Linked DNA regions of Mus musculus: all the other regions are linked to region 2. The links are chromatin contacts, called in public HiChIP or PLAC-seq maps. All regions are on one chromosome and are shown on one strand. The core of a region is the stretch at or near the end of the contact, and the rest is flanking DNA. Distances in the headings are between cores, read along the strand shown.

Region 1 (4,436 bases), core at 481-2,980, 570 kb after region 2:
CCATTGGTTCATGTCTTAGTCAGGGTCTTTATAAAGACCCTGTGGTAAATCACTATGACCAAAAGCCAAGATGGGGAGGAAAGGGTTTATTTGGCTTATACTTCCAGGTCATGATCCATCATTGGAGGACGTCGGGACAGAAGGTCAAACATGGATGGAACCTGCTAGAGGCAGGAGCTGATGCAGAGGCCATGGAGGGGTGCTGCTTGCTCCCCATGGCTTGATCATCTTGGTCATCGGGACTTGCTCAGCCAGCTTTCTTATGGAACCCAGGACCACCAGCCCAGGTGTGGTACAACCCACAACGTTCTGGGCCCTTCCCCACTGATCACTAAATGAGAAAATGCCTTACAGCTGGATCTCATGGAGGCATTGCCTCAACTGAGGCTCTTTCCTCTCTGGTGACTCTAGCTTGTGTCAAGTTGGCACAAAAGCAGCCAGTGCAGTTCACTAAGCTAGATGTGTGGGATTGTTTCTTTGGTGTGTTGTCAATGACCCATTTGGGGGTGAAAGGACATTTGTTCATGACTCCCTAGGAAAAGTCACACAACAACATCACAGGATAAAACACCAAGCTTGCTAGCTCTAGCATCTGTTCGTCTTTTTATACTGCCACTAATGTCACCACAGGGGCTCCATCCTCAAGACCCATCTGTGCAGGGTCTCTAACTTCACTCTTCTTAACTCTTCCACCAAAAGACTTACAAGCTCGGGTGATACTAGTTGTATGGACAAAGAAGGTGCGGTCGAGTTGTTAAGAGCTAAGTTTTGTCCCCTCGAAACTCATGTGTTTTTAAATCGTCATCGCCCACAGCTCAGAATGGGATCGTATTTGAAGAAAGGATCTTTAACCCCTGCAAAGCACTAACTGCATTTTTACTAGTTGTCTCTCAAAGCACACTGCCTGCTCTTCCTGTAAGGTCAATGAGATGAGAGAAGGAAAGAGAGACAAGAGAATGAGCATCATAAGAGCACAGGCTCTATTTGGTGTCCTGACTGGTTTAATATCAACTCGACATAAGCTACAGTCATCAAAGAGGAAGGAGCATCAATTGAGAAAATGCCTCCATAAGACCCAGGCTGTGAGCAAGTCTGTAGGGCACCTTCTTCATTTGTTGTTGATGGGGGAGGGCCCAGCCCTTTGTGGGTGGTACCACCCCTGGGCTGGTGGTTCTGGGTTCTATAAGAAAGCAGTCTGAGTAAGCCATGGGGAGCAAGCCAGTAAACAGCACCCCTCCATGGCTTCTGCATCAGCTCCTGCCTCTGGGTTTCTAACCCTGTTGAGTTTCTGTCCTGACTTCTTTGAGGATAAACTTTTTCTCCCCAAGTTGCTTTTGATCACAGTGATTCATACAACAATAGTAACCCTAAGACGTTTCGGAAAGACCTGTGAAGGGGGCAGGCAGTTCTAGTGTAAGACCCGAGCTCAGAGTTCTCTTACAGGAAGACTCTGGGTGTTCCTCCTGGGGATATATTAGTCTTCTGCTGTCACTCCTTAAAGCTTATAGCAAACAGAATCTCAGAAATTCCAGGAGATATAGGTCCATTTGTACCATCGAGGACAAAAGAGAATGAGAATTAGCCTCAGTCGAAGCAAACGTCTGACGTACACAGTAGAAATGGCAGCGTCTTCTCCAAAGACAGGAGAAATGCATCTCTCTGTGGCTGTGTGGTCAGCCTTGCTTCCTCTCTAAGGCATGGAAAGCATCCAGGAAGTTTTGTAATGAACAGGGTCAAAGGGGAGTGCTGGCTACTGATTAAAAAATCCAGTCACTTCAGAAAGAATTCTAGCACACCAGACTCTTGCCAGTCATAGGGGGAAGGGAGCAGGAGAGTAGGAGCTGAATACTTCTTTATATTCTGGCCTACAGTAGGCTATGGCTAGGGGTAGCTATGGAAATGACCTGACTGGTGGATTAAAGGAAGTCAGATGATCGCAGGGCCAGCCTTGACTGAGGATTGATAGATGGGGTGAGAATCTACAACTCACAATTGCTTTACTTCCAGGAACTGTTTAACCCCACTAGAGGGGCTGCACATGGAGTGCCCACGGCTAACATCTCCTGTCACTGGGAACAGTGTGTTAGGAAACCCAAAATACAAGTCACGAATGAGATCGAGAAATACAAAGCTAGATAAAATGTTACGCATTGAGGATATACTGGTCTAGCAATGAAAACGTGCAGTTCTTTGCATCTTTATACCTGCATTAAAAATCATACACTGTTTACCACTGGGCTGCAGGAATATGCTGAAGTCCAGAATACTAGAATGTGTTTCCCTTCCTTATGCTTGTGTGCACTGATTTTTTTCTCTGCTTTTCTTTCTATGGGGCTGAAGATTGAACCCTGGGTCTCATGCAAGCACTCTACCTCTGAGTAATGTTCTTATCCCCCACCCCCACCCCTGCCCCCAAGCCCCCGGATGCACAGATCTTATCCTCGAGGCTGCAACCCAGCAGGCTCTTGTCTGCTCGGAACTAGCACAAAGGGCAGAAGAGATTAGCTAAATCCTCCTGGCTGCCTTGTTTCCACACAGCTTTGTCAATTAGTCCTGGGATTGGAGCAGGGACTGCTGAGTCCAGAGATGCTCTATTCTTTACCAGTTCAAATACTGGCACAAGCAGACCTGACTGATCCTGTTTCAAAATGTCAAGTTCCAATGTTCGGAGCGTTTGAAGCTGTACAAACACTCTGCCCAAGCGGAGGAAAACTCCGGGTGTTCCTCCTGGGGGTGTATTAGTCAGTCTGCTGTCACCCCTTAAAGCTCATAGCAAACAGAATCCCAGAAATTCCATAGGTCCATTTTCACCAGCCAGGACAAGACAGAATAAGAATTGTTATCTGGAAGTTTAGTTTTAGTGGGGGCACTCTATTGAGTGAAGCCTTCTTGCTTATCCTCTCAGAATTTGCTATCTTGTGGCTGCTGTGACTTAAAAGAAATAGGAAGGGAGAGCGACCAATTGACTGTACAGTGACAGAGCAGGAGGGCAGCCACTCTTAATCCATGGGGACAGAAACCCTGGCTCTGCAGAGAACTTCAAGCTTCTCTCCCTTCAAAGGCCAGTCTTTCAATTAGAGACAGGGTCAGACTGCGAGCGAGCTGTTCAGCAGGATTGAGAAAGAATGTCTATCAGCTAGCTGGTGTGTGGACAGCTTTGGTTTGTAGGTGCGTTTGATTTTCAAACCGCAGCAAGTTTTTTTTTAAAGTGGTCTCTGCGTGTTCAGTCGCCCTGTGGGGGCAGGGTGTGCAACAAAATGAGAATAAAATGGGGGTGGGGGGGCTCATGTTTACCTCAAACACGTCACAGTCTTCTCCATCTGTGCACGCTCACACACACACACACACTCAGCATTGTTCTTAGCGACATCAGTGGATGTCACCTGCAGAGGGCTTCTTGAGTTTGGAAGGAAGAATTGAGCAGAGATAACCATCCGAGACCACTGCTTAAGACAAGATGTAGTTCCCAGTGAGAGTGGGCCGCTAAAGGAGAGGGAAGCTTGGCGTCCAATGTGCTCGGCTTTTATGCTATGCGCCTGCCCGCAGGTTCTCTGGGACATTTACGTAGGTAGGCTTTTTCTGCGCATGCTCTATCTGTCACATGGTTTCATGCATTGGCAGACATTTGCACCTCACTATACTCTTGAGACTCCACAATGTGGTCTTTAGTATTACCTACATTTTGGGGATTCCTCTGGGCCTGGACCAGTGGCCAGGTTCAGTTGTTCTAGGGATGGAGGTGGGAGCCAGCCTTCATCCATGACAACTTGCTCTTTTCAAACGATGTTTTTCAGATTTTACACAATCTCTGCCACAGCCTCTTGCCTCATTAATAATAGTGATCATATTAGTGTGCTTGATACTGATTGCTAAATAATTTACTTATTATACAGTTGATTGTCACCTCCAAACAGAGAGCTATATAGGTACTATGGAAATCCTGGAACAAGGATTTTCTGCAGTAATATAAATATTATATTTCTATACCAATAAGGTAGAACCTAGCACATTGAAACCTAGCTACTGTAACCAAGAAGTTAATTTTTAAAGTGTTACTTAATACTAATTTATTTCTATTCAGTGTTAATTAACATGCCAACATTTATATCTAAATAGCTGATAGTTACTTGATCTGCTCTTACATACAGTTCTCGAAGCTCCTCTTCTTCTACAAGAATATAAACTCTAGAGACGGTATCATACAAAGGGGCCCCATCGCACACTAGGAGAGCAATCACAAACTGGCATACGGCTTAAGCCATGCCAAGTACACCCACATGTTGCCCTCTGTCATCTAGTAGTCAACCTGAATGATAAGTTATCACTGAAAGGAACATGTCATAATTGGAGCTGGCTGACAGTTCAGAGCGGTTTAGTTCATCATCATCATTGTGGGAAGCATGGTGGCGTGTAGGTGTAGGCAGATGTGATGCTGG
Region 2 (4,578 bases), core at 1,660-4,159:
GCCAGTTCTACTGAGTGTGAATTAATAGGAATAAAATCATATGTAGAATATATTCTATTTTGTCGCAAATATTCATTAAAAAACTTAATACCTTCAAGACAGGTATAGGTCAAGGCTATGAAAAGAATGGTTCTGTAAGAATTTGGAGAGCTGGGGCTGGAGAGATGGCTTAGCGGTTAAGAGCACTGACTGCTCTTCTAAAGGTTCTGAGTTCAAATCCCAGCAACCACATGGGGGCTCACAACCATCCATAGTGAGAGCTGATGCCCTCTTCTGGAGTGTCAGAAGACAGCTACAGTGTACTTACATATAATAAATAAATAAATCTTTTTAAAAGAAGAAGAAGAAGGAGAAGGAGAAGGAGAAGGAGAAGGAGAAGGAGAAGGAGAAGGAGAAGGAGAAGGAGAAGGAGAAGGAGAAGGAGAAGAAGAAGAAGAAGAAGAAGAAGAAGAAGAAGAAGAAGAAGAAGAAGAAGAAGAAGAAGAAGAAGAAGAAGAAGAAGAATTTGGAGAGCTGGCACGGTAGTGCATGCCTGTGATCCCAGCACTCGAGAAATCAAGGTAGGAAAATCTTCAATCTGACCCATCTGAGCTACATAGAAAGACTCTGTATCAACAGCGACAATTATAAATTGGTCTCCCAGCCAGCCATCTACTGCATAAGGACTCAGACACTATAAACAAATGAAACAGAGATGACTGGATAAAACAGTGAGTACATCTCAGCTGGCCGTTTATCCATTGAAGTCAATGGTAAATGCTTGCATACGTTACTTTGGATATTTAAATTATCCTGGGACAGTGGTATGCTGATACGCGTTTAATAACTGGTCCTTTGTGATGAAGATCAGAAGCACAGCATTCATGAACTTCTGAGGATAATGACCTTCAGAGGCCACTAGAGGGATATCCACTTTCAAGTTCCTGGGCGGTTGTCAAACCACTGAAAGGGGTTTTGGTGACAAGAGCTGGGAGAAGATGTACACAAATACCTTTCTATATCTACATCTACATCTACATCTACATCTACATCTACATCTACATCTACATCTACATATACATCATATACATCATATACATCATATATATCATAAACATCTACATCATCTACATCATATATATCAATCATATACATGATATACATCTTATACATATATACACACATATATACATACAACATATGCAACATACACATCATATACATGTACATTACATATACATATTTATATTCACACGCATACACACACATATTTGTTTGCCTCTATATTTTTAGCATGGTCAGTATCTCAAAAGCCCCAAAGTGGAACAATTTCCCAATACAAGCTAATAAAAATTAAATTCAACATACCACATGGAGACAAGGGTTAAAAAACGGACATGGAAAGACTAAGATATATTTAGGCTGGGCAAACAAAGAAACTCTTCATCTGTGTGAATCGGGAATCTAGTGGATCTACTTGATACTAATATATATTGAGCACCGACTAATACTAAGATGTTTGCCTAAATTCCATTTCTTTTTTCCCCTCCTCTTCTCTTCCCTTCCCTCCTGACTGCCTCCCAGCCTGGAAGAAAGTCAGGCCTGTGACACTTAGAAAGCAAGCACCAACCACTGAACTATCCTCTCAGTCCTTTAAAAAAAAAAAGAGGTTTGTTTTTTTTTTTTTTTTTTTTTGAGATGATGTCTTACTAGTTGCCTGCTGCATTTTGTACAGTTTTGCCTTGAACGTACTTTGTAGTTCTGGCAGGCCCTGCCCCTGTGATTCCTCCTACCTCTGCCTCCACAATAGCTGGAATTATAGCCCTGGGACATTAGGCTTGGCCTCTTGGACAACTTTCTTACTTATTCTGCATAGTATTCTTGTAAAATCATACGGTTATTGCCCTTCTATAATATATACACAAACAGGAAGAGAGGAAAAACGATGTTTTCAGTGGGAAGGCAGGGGTTACCTCTAATTTGTTTGGATAATAACTGATGTTTTTCAGCAAAAGGTACATGCTAGCAGCCCTCAGCATGAGGCTTTAGCAACTCACAAAGCTGCTTAAACCTTAGGCTTGAAAGTGCAATGAACTGAATTCTCAATTAGAGGCTAGGAACATGCTGGGTTTGGTAGCATCAGCCTATACATCCCCAGCTACTCTCAGTGGGCTGAGGCAGGAGAATCACAAATTTAAGATCAGCCTGGGCAATTTAGTGACACCTCATCTCAAAATAAAAAGTGGAAAGAGAGAGCAGTAGACAGCTCAGCTTAGAGCATTTGCCTAGTATGCAAGAATGTAGCATTTGCCTAGCGTCTAGCTTCCAATCTCTGTCCCTCTGTCTCTGTCTCTGTCTCTGTGTCTGTCTTTCTATTTCTCTCTGTGTGTCTCTGTCTCAATTCACATTCCAAACACACACACACACACACACACACACACACACACACACACACACACACACTGATACACACACACTGATACACACACGTGTAAATATCATCCAAAGGAAGTACATTCCAAACATTGAAATAAGGGCCTTCGGCTTGACCGTCTTAGAACTAAATTCTAAGAAGGCATGTCCTCACTTCTCGGGTCCCTATGTTGTTTATTTCCCATGGACTTATCTCACTTTCATCCGTGATTTTTCAATTTCTGAAGAAATAAATAGACTTTGGTAAGACCAAATGCTGTTCTAGCCATTTCCTAAATTCCCCACAGTTGTTCTGGGAAGAGTGGGCTCAAGTCCCCTGCTGCCTGTCAGAATGATTAATTAGACTTCATTTCCTGCTGACGTGTCCACCGTCCTTTTCTTACCCCCAATGACTAATAACACTTCTACAAAAGTCCAAACAAATGGCCACAGTATCTAGTGTTTATTTTTGGAAGCTTTTCCCCAGCCAAAATGCACTGAACCTCTCACGAATGGCAGTTTAGAAATTCCTGGCTAGGATTCCTGCCCTGAACAGCCGCACTTGATATGGCTAGATGGCCCGTTGACTGGCACCCTGGGTGGCATCGTGCCAGTATGAGAGTTGTCAAGCTATCTAAATCAAGAATAGGCCCCGAGCTGTGACAAATCCAGATGGGCAGCCTGCTCAGCGACCCGGCGAGGGGCCCTATCTTCTTCAGGAAGTATCCCTGTGCCAGCACAAGAGCATTCATGCCACATGTCTTTCTCTCCACTTGACATCTGCGGACACTCTGAAGAGTATGTGACAAAAGAGGAAGAGAGCAAGAGTGGAAAGGAAGACAGGAGGCTTTCTGGGTGGGGCTAGCAGGGCAGAGACAGAGGTATTGCAGCAGAGGCTCCACATCCATTAGGAACGGGATCTCACTGGCTAGTTAGCCCGTGATGTCAGGATTAGCAGATACCTCATTTCCAGGCCAGTGATAGCAAAACTGGAGGGAAAGAAAAGGTCAGTCAGGAATGGGTTTGTCAAACTGTTTCTAGTTGTGCCAGAGCTTCCCCCACATTTACAGCCATTGCTCAACATATCACATGGCTACCAAGTGAATCCTTAGGATAGGAGAGAGCCACGACCCAAGACACTGGTCCAGAGAAAGAAGTTTAGATGTGTCCTGAACCCAGAACCTGGCAAACTCAGGAGCAGAGGAATAGTTGCTGTTTAGAGAGTTCCAGACATCCAGACAAGCTTGGCATGGCTTTTGCCGATTCATCAGTCAAGCGGAGATGCCTAGTGTTCTAAATATGTGTGTGCACATGGGAGGACTTCCAATTCAACATCTGTGGGGCTGTGACACGGTCTTGTGGCTAATTTAAGGCTTGGGGAGGTTAACATGGGTCCCAGGATCATTCTACACATAATCCCATCTGTAAATTGAGAACTAGATTAAAATACGCCTCAACTGAGACGGTCTAAGCTAAGTGCTGTGGTTAACCCATGGGAATTATTGTGTCCCTTTGCAATCAACTCCTGGATGCGAGTGGACTGTCACACTGATCTTCATCACTGGGACTTCTGAAAAGTCATAAAATACAAACATAAAGCACCATAGGTCAGGGGACTCTAGTGTTGGTATCACAATTTTGTGTGTATGGTGCATGTGTGTGTCTGCATGTGTGTGTCTCTGTGTGTCTCTCTCTGTGTGTCTATGTGCATGTGAGTGTCTTAGTATGTGTATATCTATATGTGTGTCTATGTATGTGTATATTTGTGTGTGTATATTTGTGTGTGTGTGTGTGTGTGTGTGTGTGTGTGTGTGTGCATGTGCATGTGTGCATAGCTAAAGATCAAACCCAGGGCCTTCTGCCTTTTCCCAAGTCCTGATAAATGTTTGTCTTAAAACAAACTTATGTGTGCCACAGTATAATAATCTCATGCTCAGAGGAAACTAAGGCTCAGAGAATTAAAGAACTCTCTAGTCACTGGTCTTTGGGAAATTTGCCAAGGTAACATAGCAACCATGAAGAAATACACAGTGAATCAATATGGCTTTGGAGAAAACAAAAACAACACAGTGATTTTAAAAGCGAATGATGAGGGGTGGCTTAGTGGGTAAAGGGCCTGCCGCCAAGCCCAGTGACCTCTGGATGCAACCAATTTAAGTTTAACCAGACTAGCTTACAAATAAATGA
Region 3 (4,478 bases), core at 1,810-4,309, 550 kb after region 2:
ATGCAAACTGCCAAGTGAAGGAAGGAAACAAGTCTGACTAATTGAACTTAAGGCCCACTCAACAGGGGAGAAGTCATTCCTGGTACTGGAAACCCAGCTTCCTGGGGACCAGTGAGGTCATAGACCATAGAAAATAACTGACCACCACCACCTTGCTAGACTAGCATAAGCACTTACTACAATCTCCATCTTATCCTTATACTGTATCCATATGCTTTCCAGCAAATGGAGATGGTCTAAGGGTTATTATTGCTGTGATGAAACACCACAACCCAAGCAATCTGGGGAGAAAAGGGTTTGTCTGGCTTATGCTGCTACTTTGTAGTTATCACTAAAGGAAGTCAGGTCAAGGGTTGGAACCTGGAGGCAGGAGCTGATCCAGAGGTCATGGAGGAGTGCTGCTTACTGGATGGCTCCCCATGGCTTGCTCATCCTGCTTGCTTGCTTGCTTGCTTGCTTCCTCCCTCCCTCCCTTCCTCCTTTCTTTCTTTATATTTAAATGTAGTCTTCTCCCATACAATACATCTGCAGCTTCCTCTTTGTCCACTCTTTCCAGTATCACCCCCCCCCCCCCCACCTTCCCTCTTCCCCAGATCCACTTCTTCTCTGTTTCTCTTCAGAAAAGAGCACACTTATCTCCCAGGGATATCAACTACACATGGCATAACACGTTACAATAAGACTAGGCACAAAATCTCATAGCAAGGCTGGACGAGGCAACCGAGGAGGAGGGAAAAGGGCCTAAGAGCAATCATCCTGCATTCTTATAGAACCCAGGGCTAGCAGCCCAGGCATGGCATCCACTGGGCTGGGCCTCTCCCATCAATCACTAATTAAGAAAAAGCCCTATGGGCTCGCTTATCGCCTGATCTTACGGATTTAATTGATCTAAATTGAGGTTCCCGCCGCTCAGATGACTAGCTTGTGTCAAGTTGATGTAAAACTACCCAGTGAGACCATCTCAGAAATCTACTACTGCACACAATGCAGAGATCAAGAGGGCATGGGGAACCCAAGCCCAACAGCTATAGCTACGTTCCAGCTCCTGCATCTACGGCTCAAGAAACATCTCAGCTGAGGAAGCAGAAAGAGTATGAGAACCAGAATACCAGAAAATCTTCTGTGAGACAGTCCCTCCTAGAAATGACTGCATAAACAAGACTTGAGCAATGGTGGTCTCAATGGACATGTAAGGGAGAAGGGGAAATTTTCATGGGCTTCCAATCCTTTTGACAAAGAACTGCAGGCAATTAATGACTACTAGGAGACAGAGAATTAGCCTCTTTCCTGGGACAAGTACCTTTATATGTTGTCCAATGAAGGGTGGCCATGCCTGGATCCATATACATACAAACGACAAAAATGGACTTAGTGGCTGTATTTATACACACACACACACACACACACACACACACACACACATACACATCAACAATAAGAAAAAAGAAGGATCAACTTGAGAGTGGGGGGTGCATGGGAGGGGCTTATGCGGGCTGGCTGGTAAAGGACTAGATGGGGCAAGGGAGGGGAAGTGATATAGTTCAGTTTCAATTAAAAACACATTTTAAGACCGGCTGGCTACAGGACACAGAAAACTAGATTTTCATTGCCATTCAACCTAGACGGTTACTTACATAGGAGATATGCCTTCCAGCTCTGTGTCTTCAGTTTTTAAAAAGAAGCTAGAAAACCAACCCGGGGGGGGGGGGGGGGGGAGGAAGGCATTTGTCTCTCCTTCTTATGATAAATATAACATCTCACATTTAAAGGACTTTTACATTCATAATGAAACTTTCATTACAAAAGGTATCTAGCCCAGGAATATAGCGAGCTATTCCTGGGAAACTTTTGACAGCCGAAAGACTTGAACGCGTACAACCGTATACATAAAAGCAAACTTTATTTATGACACTTTTTATCTCTCTCCTTCTCACAATTCATCTCTGCCAAGTTCCTTAGAAGCCCAAACCTCTGGTCCTTTCTCTACCTAGGGATGATGCATATGTCTTACCGCTCTGGCTCCACCCTTGTATCCCACACATCTGTGGGACTTGTGTACATGTGTATACTCTTGGTGGGAGTGAAATATTTTAAGAATATCCTTATGCCCTTCCCTTCAGCTATCAGACTATCAAGATGATAACCCAAAGAAGTCGCTACTTTCCCAGAAGTCTCAAGCTGGGTCAAAGAAAAGTCTGGAGCTCTTGAGGTCAGCCAGAAGAGAGGAGTTGACTCCCAGGAAGAAATTTCAGAGTTCAGACAACTTGTCCCCTCTTGTCCCCTGTTTAAACCTAAATCTCACATCAGGATGGACTGGGTGTGGGGTCACATGACTTCATAATTTCTCATTTCAATGTGACCACATTGAATGACTATCTTTTTTCTCTTTTCCTACCATTATTTATCTGTTTAATTGGCTTAGTGAGAGTGGGTGAGAATGGGCGTCCATGGTAACCTGTTAGCGCCTAGGTTCTGACCCTAACAACTCCAGTACCGTGAACTTTATTAAAATTGCTTTTCTCCTGTTAATCTGTCTTCTGCACATTTAATTCTTAGGCCAACCATAGAACCCATAAGGGCAGAAGAAACTGTTGTCTTCTCTAGAATAACTATCCATTCCAGATCAAGAGAATGCAGGAACAAGGACCCAGTCTTTAAGTTTGGAGTTTTCATTATTATGTGAGACTGAATATGTTACATTTCTAAAAATAAGGCTGCCTCACAGCAAAAAGCAATTGACATCAAGAGCTTAAAAAAAAAAAAAAAGACAAGGGAAGTTCGTCTCCACTGAATAGAGTCTAACGTGATGGAAAGAAAGAAAAATAATGTTGGGATCGCGTTCTGTGGGCCGGCTGGCACAGCTGTACGGTTATGTAAGCACGGAGCATGGAGCAGCACCTTCCCTAAGAGAAGCCCTGAGCTAATTCTGTGTGCTGCATCCCCAGTCCCAGCTCCCAGGATAAAAATGTCTACTGAGAGAGGATCTGAAACAGCCCAGCCTGGAATTTGTCAGCTGGCAGGGTGCCAGGTGACTCAGAGCCTTGTAATGCAATTAAGTGAGTTGCGTCATCTCCGCGTGTGCTGTGGGAACATGTGGTCTTGAAAGTGGTGGCTACCCTTCTCTGAAACACAACCCTGTCCCCCAAGCACCTATGAGGCACTATCGGTCAAAAATGCACAAAGCCCAGACACCAACAGTACAATCTGCTGTGTTCATCTCAGGCAGGGGAAGGAATGAATCTAAGAGAGGGGGCGGCTAACCCGAGTTTCTGACTAGGGACCAGGAAACTCTCAGCCTCCCTCATCCCTCCATGATGTGCTTGAAATCACTTGAGGTACCTCAAAACCGCCATGCCCCATCTTTGAGAAATTCCAGTTTATTTCCCACGTTCATGCCTGGGTGCGAGAATTAATTTTTTTAAGCATATACACACACAAACAAATCACACACCACACAGATACACTATATACATACACACACCATGCACGCACATCATACACACATACCTCACAAATGTCCCACATTTATACACATAGACCACACAAGCGTCTATACTACCACCAATGGTCACCACCTTAAGGCTCTTTGGGGACTTTGTCTTGTTTGCCTACTATACTAGTTAAATTTACAAGTAGGATTAGGGTGAAAAACAGATTTCCTTCCTTCTTGTGTCATTGTGCATTTTCACACACACCCCTTAAAGCAGTCTTTTCTCTTGGATATTTTTTGTTCTCTAGCCTTGCTTCCTATCAGACACCTATCCGCCTACTTGGTCCACCTAATCTTCCCTGAACCCACTATTTGTGATCTGACAGTTCGTTCTATTCTAGTTGACTGTCTTTCTGAAGATAATGCCATGTGATGTCAGAACTTTGAAGATAAAGAACATGTTGATTTCTTTATTGACAGGCCGAGTAGCTTGCTTCATGCTTCAACTTCTCTGAGCAAAGTTTAGTTAGTCATCAACATGTTGGCATATAACAAACCGGAAGTGACGTCTCAGCCAGTCTTTCACACACTTCCAGCATCCCTCTCGCAGTGCCCCACTATCCCTTTCCACCAGGTGCCTCTTCACTGCATGGAGAGGCTAGGGCAAGCATAATTCATGCTTGTAATTCTTCTAAGTTCCACCTTCTTCATCCCCTGTCCCCGATTTTTTTTTCTCCTTATTTACATGTTCGCCTCTGTCCTGTGCCTACCTATGTACAAAGCCAAGAGGCAATACATTCCGTCATCAGAGGGCCTCTGAAAAGGGCAAAGCTGGTCAGTTTGCTCACCTCAGAACAATGGATGACTGGTCAATAAGAGAGGCAAGTCCTAAAAGGCAGATGGCCATGTGACAGCTGTGCTGGGTTTCTGTGGCTGTGTTAGGGCATGTGACTCAGGGCCGGGTGGCAGCTGGGCCACCTCTCCAGCCCCATGGCTCCCTTTTGACCTTAGGTTAAGGCAAGCCTAGAAATTGGAGGTACATTGTCGG

Evidence for each region. HiChIP or PLAC-seq counts read pairs in DNA pulled down with a chosen protein or histone mark.
Region 1: an HNF4G HiChIP or PLAC-seq map of pancreatic cancer cells shows a contact between it and region 2. The contact joins two enhancer-like sites. A contact is called at or near these places in 3 of 484 Hi-C or Micro-C datasets (the HPC-7 cell line, bone marrow-derived macrophages and palatal mesenchyme) and 1 of 115 datasets of contacts at active chromatin or transcription factors (pancreatic cancer cells).
Region 3: a contact with region 2 is called in an HNF4G HiChIP or PLAC-seq map of pancreatic cancer cells. The contact joins two enhancer-like sites. A contact is called at or near these places in 2 of 115 datasets of contacts at active chromatin or transcription factors (embryonic stem cells and pancreatic cancer cells).

The regions. Positions count from the first base shown.
Region 1 is chr10:111,362,560-111,366,995 of GRCm38.p6, reverse strand. It overlaps Gm30145 (a long non-coding RNA gene), which reads left to right. Exons shown (of 5, transcript XR_872033.1): 5 at 108-292. Among named protein-coding and RNA genes, the nearest start is that of Gm30145, 13 kb to the left of the region's middle. Within about 2 kb of position 1,730, at least 82 of the 459 cell types and tissues checked have an H3K27ac peak or open chromatin away from gene starts, as enhancers often do. A contact at or near this core is called in pancreatic cancer cells, where this site is marked.
Region 2 is chr10:111,935,277-111,939,854 of GRCm38.p6, reverse strand. No RefSeq gene overlaps it. Among named protein-coding and RNA genes, the nearest start is that of Krr1, 35 kb to the left of the region's middle. Within about 2 kb of position 2,909, at least 66 of the 459 cell types and tissues checked have an H3K27ac peak or open chromatin away from gene starts, as enhancers often do. A contact at or near this core is called in pancreatic cancer cells, where this site is marked.
Region 3 is chr10:111,388,637-111,393,114 of GRCm38.p6, reverse strand. No RefSeq gene overlaps it. Among named protein-coding and RNA genes, the nearest start is that of Gm30145, 13 kb to the right of the region's middle. Within about 2 kb of position 3,059, at least 180 of the 459 cell types and tissues checked have an H3K27ac peak or open chromatin away from gene starts, as enhancers often do. A contact at or near this core is called in pancreatic cancer cells, where this site is marked.